Linked DNA regions of Oryctolagus cuniculus: region 1 is linked to region 2. Evidence: chromatin contacts called from public Hi-C data. All regions are on one chromosome and are shown on one strand. Each heading gives the region's core, a stretch centred on a gene start, on an enhancer-like site or on the middle of the called end of the contact. The rest is flanking DNA. Distances are from core to core; before and after follow the strand shown.

Evidence for each region. A called contact is a pair of places that touch in the nucleus more often than the background predicts.
Region 1: a Hi-C map of an unstated tissue shows a contact between it and region 2, with 9 times the contacts expected there. The contact joins the promoter of ZFP92 here to the enhancer-like site in region 2. A contact is called at or near these places in 3 of 6 Hi-C or Micro-C datasets (ear pinna, psoas muscle and an unstated tissue).

What each region holds. Positions count from the first base shown.
Region 1 is chrX:131,816,048-131,820,326 of mOryCun1.1, reverse strand. ZFP92 (ZFP92 zinc finger protein) reads right to left here and starts at 1,593. Exons shown (of 5, transcript XM_008253104.4): 1 at 1,345-1,593.
Region 2 is chrX:131,374,133-131,378,270 of mOryCun1.1, reverse strand. ZNF185 (zinc finger protein 185 with LIM domain) reads right to left here. Exons shown (of 21, transcript XM_070067417.1): 18 at 1,498-1,698. Among named protein-coding and RNA genes, the nearest start is that of PNMA5, 33 kb to the left of the region's middle. Within about 2 kb of position 2,355, at least 3 of the 8 cell types and tissues checked have an H3K27ac peak or open chromatin away from gene starts, as enhancers often do.

The DNA.
Region 1 (4,279 bases), core at 344-2,843, 440 kb before region 2:
GGTATTGGCTTCACGTGTGGGGTGAAGAAAGGTTCTAGGGAATTCTATGTGTTTTCAATCTAGAATAAAATGATCATTTTGGAAAACAGCATAAGCCTATTTATTTATTTATTTAGCCACCACAACCGCAGGCTCAATATGCACTTTGGAGGTCTCCGCAGGAGGCATCGTGGCACAGCGTGAGTGACTCCTCCACCGCCGCGCGCAGGGAGACTGAGTGAGCCAGGCGGCCACACTGAGGGAAAGATAAGACAGGACCGAGAGAGACAGATGGTGAACTGCAGCGAAACTGCAGCCTTCTGTGCCATCCCAGCAGGTGTCCACTAGATGGCACGGCTTCCCCAGAAAAAGAAAAAGCCAGGCAAACATGCAGAAAAAGCATCCAGTAACGTCACTGATGTTGCATCAGGAATTTGGGCTTTTGCATCCACGAGGAGAGCCTGGCGGGGCCACTTTGGTGAGGTTTCTTCCTTCCTGGTGGAACTTCTCTGGGGTCCAGCAGCTCAAGACCCTGACTGCCCCCTCTCTGTCCCACCAGCTTTCCCAGGCCTGAGGTCCTTGTCACCTGCTACCCATCTGGTGGTGCAGCCAGGGAGGGAGATCTGAGGGAGCCAGAGCTGAAGTCAGGCCTGGGCGCGCTGTCACTCCCACCCTGTGCCTCCCTGGAGCCTGCACAGAGCAGCTCCCCTGTCAATGGCTTTCCAGGTGTCACCCCCTGTGGAGGCAGGGCTGACCTGGAAAAGTGATCCTCCGGGCTGGCGGGGCGGGTCCTTTGCCACCCACATGGCTTTTTCTGAGCTCGCCCTCTTTTTCAAATGAGACAGTCTGCTCACACTACTCAAACTTTCCACCCGACTTCCATTCCCTCTCTCCCCCTCGCCCACCTTCCCTGGTGCTGTCACTTGTCAACACTCTCCCCACCCATTACTGCAGGAGCACAATCTGGGGCTCCTCTGGGATGGTGGCTGTGATCAGCTGGCCCGGTGTTCTTGGATAACAGTGCCACGACCTCATGGTGTAGGTGTGGCTGGTGTTTCCACACCCGGACGGGTAAAATCCAGACTTATCAGGCAGAGGAGTGGCCGGATGCTCTTCGACCAGCCCTAGCCCAGCCGCTGAAAATCAACCAGAGAGATAAGGGCAAAACCCAGGCGCCCACCCCACCCAGGCTGACCCAGCAGCCTTGGCACTCTGTCAGTGCTCTGCCGCCTCCAGGGGCGACCTCGACTGTCCCCTGCCGCGGCTGCTCCCTTGCCCTCCTTGTCACCTGTCCCCACCTTCCACAACCCCCGCCGAGATGGTCCCAATCCGTTCCCCCGGCAACCCTACTTCGTGGGGGCGTACCTGGGCTTCACCGATGGCCGGGGCTGTAGGCCTCCCCTCCCGCCCCCTGGCAGGCCCGATCAAGGCCGCCGCCTCCGAGAAGCCCTCCGGAACGACGTCCGCAGGAGGCGGGGTGGAGTGGGGTGGGGCTTCTGGCCAGGTCTCCACCCTGGCGCTGGCCGCTGCTTAGGAGGCCCGTGTTGCCCCGCTGTCTGTTTGTCCCGCGACAAGCTGGACTGGGAGCGGGCGGGGCCCAGGCGACGGCGGAGTGGGAACTGGACTCGGGGAGCGCGGCGGCGGCGGCGGCCGGGGGGGGGGGGGGGGCAAGGAGCATGCGCGGTGCGGTGGGAGGGCGGCTGGCCCGCTCCTTCCCCACAGGGGCGTCTGGCCAGACTCCTCGCTTACCCTAGGGCACTTTCGCTTCCCATGTGGGCTGCTGGGAGGCGTCGGGCCTCGGGGATCAGCGCCCTGAGGTTCGGAGGACGCAGGGGGAGGGGCCAGAGTCCCGGGTGCTGAGCCCGCACCTTCATCTGTCCGTTTCTCTGGGGACCATGAGCCTCTGCGGGGAAGCTACCAGAAAGTGGCCAGGTTATGGTCACCCAGAAAATGGGGGTGGGGAACTTGGGGAGACCGATGCATGGAGATGGGAGGCAGACACTCTCCATGCAGAGTGGACATCAGTGTCCCGTTTTGCCACAGGTCATGGTCCTCGGGTGAAACTGGGGTTGAACCAGGGCTGACGGACACTTGTGGGGCCCTTGAGGAAAACTTAGGAGCATCGGAAAACCTGCGAAAGACAAGCAGCAAAGCGAAAGCAGCAAACCCCCGACCCAGCCCTCCGCCGCAGCCAGGCTGTTAGGAATAGGGCGCCCGCTGGGCACCTCCTGGCCTGGTCTCGGGGCTGTCCCTGCCTCAGGAAACCAGAGCTGGGGTTACTGCCCTCCAGCCACGGGCAACCAGTGCTCCAGTACAGCAGCTGTCCTGCCCAGGTCTGGGGCAGAGCTGCCCCCACCTCTGTGAGCACAGATAACGGTCACAGGGCCCAAGGCGGACCCCAGGGCCCCCAGTTCTGTGTCCTGAGGCCCAGGGTTTCTTTTTGCTTTTTAAGATTTATTTATGTATTTGAAAGTTACACTTACAGACCGGGGCGGGGGGTCTTCCATCTGCTGGTTCACTCGCCAGGTGACTGCACTGGCCAGGGCTGAGCCAGACAGAAGCCAGGAGCCAGGAGCTTCCTCCAGGTCTCCCACGTGGATGCAGGGCCCCAAGCACTTGGACCATCTTCCACTGCTTTCCCAGGCCATAGCAGAGAGCTGGATTGGAAGTGGAGCAGCCGGGACTCGAACTGGCGCCCATGTGGGATGCAGGCATGGCAGGCGGTGGCTTTGCCCGCTACGCTGCAGCAGTAGCCCTCTCGAGGCCCACGTTTGTTCCCTCCTTGGAGTGCGGGCTGGATAGGCCTGGGCTGAGTGAGATGTGGTGGGGTGGACGGTGCCCCCACCGAGGTACATCCTACACTAAACCTGGGCGCTGGTTCGGGTCTGTGCTTTGTAGGCGAAAGGGCTCTTCAATGAAGGACGTGGCGAGCAGACCGTACGACATCATCCAGGTGGGCATCCATGACAGGCGCCCTCCCAGGAGACAGGCAGGAGACAGGGCCCCGGGCAGATGGAGCCAGAGGCGGGGTGACGCAGGCATGGGGACACCCAGAGCTACCAGGAGGAGCTGGCACCCCGACTTTGGGCTCTGGCCCCCAGGCCTGGACGCCCACACTCCTGTTGTTGAGAGCCACTGGGTTTGTGCTCATCTGTGGGGGCTGCCCCAGGACCTGCACCCTCAGGGGAGGGGGCTGGGACGCTGCACCTGCACCTTGCTCTTGTGGGCTGGTGGCGGGGGCAGCCCCGGCCCGGCAGCACCCGAGAGCGGAGCAGCCGCCCTCCGTGGGAGCTGGGGGAGGGGCCTCAGGCCGGGCCGGGAGTGCTCCCCGCACCTGCCGTCTCTGGCCGCCGGGGCCCAGCCTCCTGCCCGTGGGGGCTTCTCTGTGGAGCTCTGAAGATCCCTGGCCAACCTAGCTCGGGGCCCGGGCGACAGGGCCAAACCAGTGGCTCCAGGATGGAGAAACCCCCCTTCCAGAATTTTCCACACTCTATTAGGAAGAATTTCAGACACACGCCAGGCCTGAGAGAGTGGGGGTCCACAAGCCACCGTGGGCACCACAGCATCAGGCCTGGCCATCTCTGGCCACCTTTCTCCACCACCTGCCTGCTGGGCCCTGGAACCTTCTCCGAGAGTTGGGGACAGGTCCTCGCGGGCAGCAAGCCCAGGCTGGGTCCCTTGCCTGCCCCAGTTAGGGCAGGGCAGCGGCGTGCACAGCCTGGGGACCCACAGGGATGCCCCCAGCTACCCAGGCCAGCTCCCAGCCCCTGCCAATCCCCCCCGGGGAGGAGTCTCTTGAATGGCAAACCCACATGTAGAAAGTGGGGAGGAAGAGTAGGGACGGGGTGAGGGGACCGCCCTGTGTTGTTCTGCTCATGAGGGCTGCCCTCCATGTCTGTTCCCCTCTTGTCTGAGGTTGGCTGCTGACGGGTTGCTGGGGTCCAGGGGAACAGGCGCTTTCCGGGCCAGGTGCTGCCCTCTGTGCCACAGCCAGGGCCCTCGCGGGCCAGTGGGCAGCAAGGCACCCATTGAAGCCACCTGGCCAGGGGCCTTAGCAGGGAGCAGCTGGAGGAGGAGCCAGGGTAAGGCCCAGCCCACTGAGGGAAGTGAGGGAGCCCCCGAGAGCTGGTGTGGGGCCATGGACAGCCACCAGCACTGACTGAGGGCATCGGCACGCACTGGGCGCTCGTGTGGGGACAGGCCGTGGGGCTGGATGGGGTGAGCAGTTTCTGGATCAGGCAGAGGAAGGGACTGTCCAAGCCGCAGTCCCTGGAGACAGTGGCTGTGGGGGAGCAGCACT
Region 2 (4,138 bases), core at 1,106-3,605:
TATTCCCCTATCACCCTGGGATTCAGGAAAGCACCATGGAGATGGAGAAGGGTCCCCTGGGAAGCTGGAAAGACAGATGGAACATGAAATGCAGAGCCAAGGAATGAAAGGATTGAGTATGAGAGGAAGGCAATTAGACCGTCTGCTGACCGAACACCTAGCAAGGATCAGGCATCCTTGGATCCATGTCCAGCAGAATAGTCAAAGGGAGAGAAGAATTAAAAGGGCGAGGTAAAAACAGATCTCAGGATGATCCTGCCCCCTCCCAGGACTACCATGGGAGTAACAGGAGCCCTCCAACAGTCCCCATCCCTTGTACAATAACATCTCACCTCCTTCCCAATTGCCTTCTCTCCCTAACCTTCCAGACCCTACAAAACCCAGCTCCTGGCCCCTCCTCAACTCATTTCCTATCTGCCAACCAACCTAGCTACATTACCCTGTGCCTGGGTGCCCCTCTATCAGAGTACCAACTTATTTTGGTTGTAAGGCAGTTTCCATAGCCCAGCAATTGACAGCACAGGCTCTGGGCTCTGACTGCCCAGGGACTAATCCTTGTTAAGCCATTTCCTGGAACCAAGAGATATTAAGAGGCTAGAGGTCACAGCAAGGCAGGTAAGGGGACAAGAAAAAAACAGTCACAAGGTGCCAGAAATGAGGGAATCTGGAAAATGATAAGTTCTGAAGGCACAAAAGCCAATGGATGGCCTCCTAGGGATGAATGCTGAGTCTGGGAGACAGATATGATCCAACAATTCCAACTTTCCATGGACTTTTAGAAACAAAAATTGACAGAATGCTTCAAGATGGTGTATAATCTTATACTAGATTGATTGTAAAAATACACGTTCAAAACTCACGGCTGTTTTAAAATGTGACAAAAATATTGCACAAATTCACTAGGTCTTCAAAGTTGGGAACTTCTGAGAGCTACTGAAAACAGGATTTGGTGGGTGGCCACAGGAAAGACATCAAGGGATCAGTGCTGTCCAGTACTGCTTTGCTCCTTGGCTTCATTCAGAAAACTCACAACCCCTGGTTCTTCAGGCTACTGCTGCCAGTCTCTTGCAACTACTGCCCAACCTTAGGTCACTATGGTGGAGATGAGTTATTGCCCAAATACCGCCCTTGTATGGCCATCCTGCACACAGTGCCAGAGGAACTGATCTTCCATCTAGTAACTTTTAATTATGCTCCTCAGAGATGGTTCGTGCCTGTGACAAAAGAACCCACACCCTTCCCTCAGACCAGGTTTTCTCTGCACTGCCCTGTGTCAGGCTTGCTCCAACAGGGTTGATGCCATGATCCACAACTGAAACTATGATGACCTATCCCTGCGATGCTCCCATCTGCTCTGCAGCTCTACGGCTCATTACTAGTCACACTTACACAGTGTAGTGGGCATGCCTAGCTTGTGGTGGGCTTGTCCTGGGTTGTAACCCCTGGCCAAGAACCCTGGCTCCAACAGGCAGGATTCCAGTGCAGCTTGGCCCTTACCTGCTGGCACAGCCCTCCGGTTCAGGTTCAAGGAGCTTCTCGGGTGCCCTGGGGCTGCCCTGCCGCTCTGGGACGCTGGGATCTGCAGGTTGCTGAGCGGGTGCAGTTGGGTCTTCATGGCCTTCTCTCAGGGCTCCAGGCCTCTCCTGCTGGGCTTCTCCCACCTTGGTGGCCACACTGTTCTCACCACCAGCCACGGTGCTGAGGAAGAATGAACACCCTTATGGAGAGAGTGCCCTGAGACTCGCCCCTGCTCACCCAGAGCACGCCAGCTGGCACCTCCCACAGGCATGGAGGGGTTCACCTCCCGGGTGGTGGGGCTGAGAGCAGCAGACAAGTACGGACCACACACCCTGGGGAGCAGTTCGTGTCCTCTTCAGAGGACCTCAGTATCACTGCTTTCTAAGGCAAGGTACACTTGATGAATTAAGGAAGTGTTAAAAGACAAAGTCTTCTTGCTGGAAAAACATTAGCATTCCTTTTCCGCTCAGTCCATTGCCATCCCCTTTTCCGTCCTTACCCGCCTCCAGCCCACCTGGCCCCTTAAAAAGGCCTGAGTCATCCAGTACTGTAAATCGTCCTGTAGTCGGCCAGGCGCAGAAGGCGCTTGTCCATGTGGAAAGGGGTTTCTCCCCTAGACTACCCTGGAAAGCTAGCAGGGGGAGAAAGCCGGGGAGCAAGTCCATAGCGGCGGCGGGATTCCCAAACCAGCAGTGGACTTCACAAAGAGGGGGAAGGGCCAGGAAGTTTGCAGGGCGGGTCTGAAGAGGAGCAGCCGGGCCCATTTGTGATCCTCGCGCACCACCTCGCGGCCAGTGTGCGCAAGGCAGCAGCAGAACCCAAGCCAACACCTCATCACAGCCCGGATAACCATTTTGTTGGTTGACGGTCTAATTTCCCAAAGGGCTCGGACGCCCTAGCTGATGGTTGTAGGAAATGGCGGCGTGCGCAGGCGCACTAACTACAGTCAAACGCGGTCCTAGACGCGGGGTCCCGGCGCGCGCACGCGCGCGCTCATGCAGACGGATTGCTGCGGCCACTTTGTTTTCAGAGCTAGGAAGTCATCTTCTTTATTGCAAGATATATTGTTATGAGTTTATATAGTTTTCATCTCATTTTTACAGATGGTAACGCTGGGTTAAGGACCCACTTGCAGCTAATAAATGATAGGATGGGACATCCCTTTTTGCCCCCATCGCTAAACTTGATCTTGTGACCGTTGCTACACTGACAGAGACACTAAGTAACACTTATTGTAGTAAGTAGGCCTTATGGTGGGGTGGAAGCAGACACCAGGGTTCATCAGTTAAATGTACCATTTAAAAGGCTGGCACTGTGGCTTAGCCGGTAAAGCCAATGCCTGCAATGCCAGCATCCTATAAGGGAACCGGTTCCAGTCCTAGCTGCTCCATTTCCAATCCAGCTCTCTGCTACTGCACATGGAAAAGCAGTAGAAGATAGCCCAAGTTCTTGGGCCCCTGCACCCTTGTGGGAGACCTGGAAGAAGCTCCTGGCTCCTGGCTTTGGATCAATGCAGCTCCAGCCCTTGAGACCATCTGGGGAGTGGACCAGCAGATGGAAAACCTCTCTCTCTCTCTCTCTCTCTCTCTCTCTCTCTCTCTGCCTTTCAATTAAATAAATAAATCTTTTAAAAACAAATGTCGCATTTAAAACAAAAGTCCCTTTCAACTTCAGGTTCCCATACCACCCCCACACAGTCCCTTCCACCCACCCAACTCTATAGAAAGAGCTCTCTGCACTCACTCTTGTTACTGTTTCATTCTCGTTTTAGCATTCAACATTCCACAGAAGCTGTTAGTGCTTCTCTGAAAATCTGTGCTGGACCCCTGCCCTTCCCCCATATGATCTTACAACACATCTTGCACACCATAATGAGCCTACTGATCAGAGGCTTGGGTGTCCTGGCATTGTCTAAGTGCTATAGAAGTTTATATGGACTATCAATGTCTGTACTTCTTTGAGGGGGTACCAAAATGTTGTGCAGAAGGAACAGCTCTTTTTTTTTTTTTTTTTTTTTTTTTTGCCCTTCCATGGCAGCACACTAGCTGGCCTCCTGCTCCTCTGGCCATTCCTTATCCTTGCCTTTTGACAGGTTTCTCTTGTTTTGGCCTACTTACTAATATGGATGTTCCTATGGGGTTGCAACACCAACATCTTCTCTTCTTACTTTATGCATGCTTCAGGAACAATATTATCCATTTTTATGGCTTCCATTGCCACTGACATACACAGGACTCCCAAATGTCCTTTTTCATTCCACACTTTGTTCCTAAATCCCAGTCCCATTTATCACAGCATCTGTCTCCTGAGCCTCTTTTTCTTTTCTTTTTTAAGACTTAACTATTTATTTGAAAGGCAGAGTTCCAGAGAGACAGAGAGACAGATCTTCCATCTGTTGGTTCACTCCCAAAAGGCCACATAGACTAGGGCTGAGCCATGCTGAAGCCAGGAGCTTCTTCCTGTCCCTGGTGCAGGGACCTAAGGACTTGGTCCATTTTCCACTGCCTTCCCAGGCACACCAGGAGGAAGCTGGACTGGAAATGGAGCAGCCGGGACTCGAACCAACACCCACATGGGATGCCAGCACCGTAGATGGCAACTTACCCACTGCACCACAGCA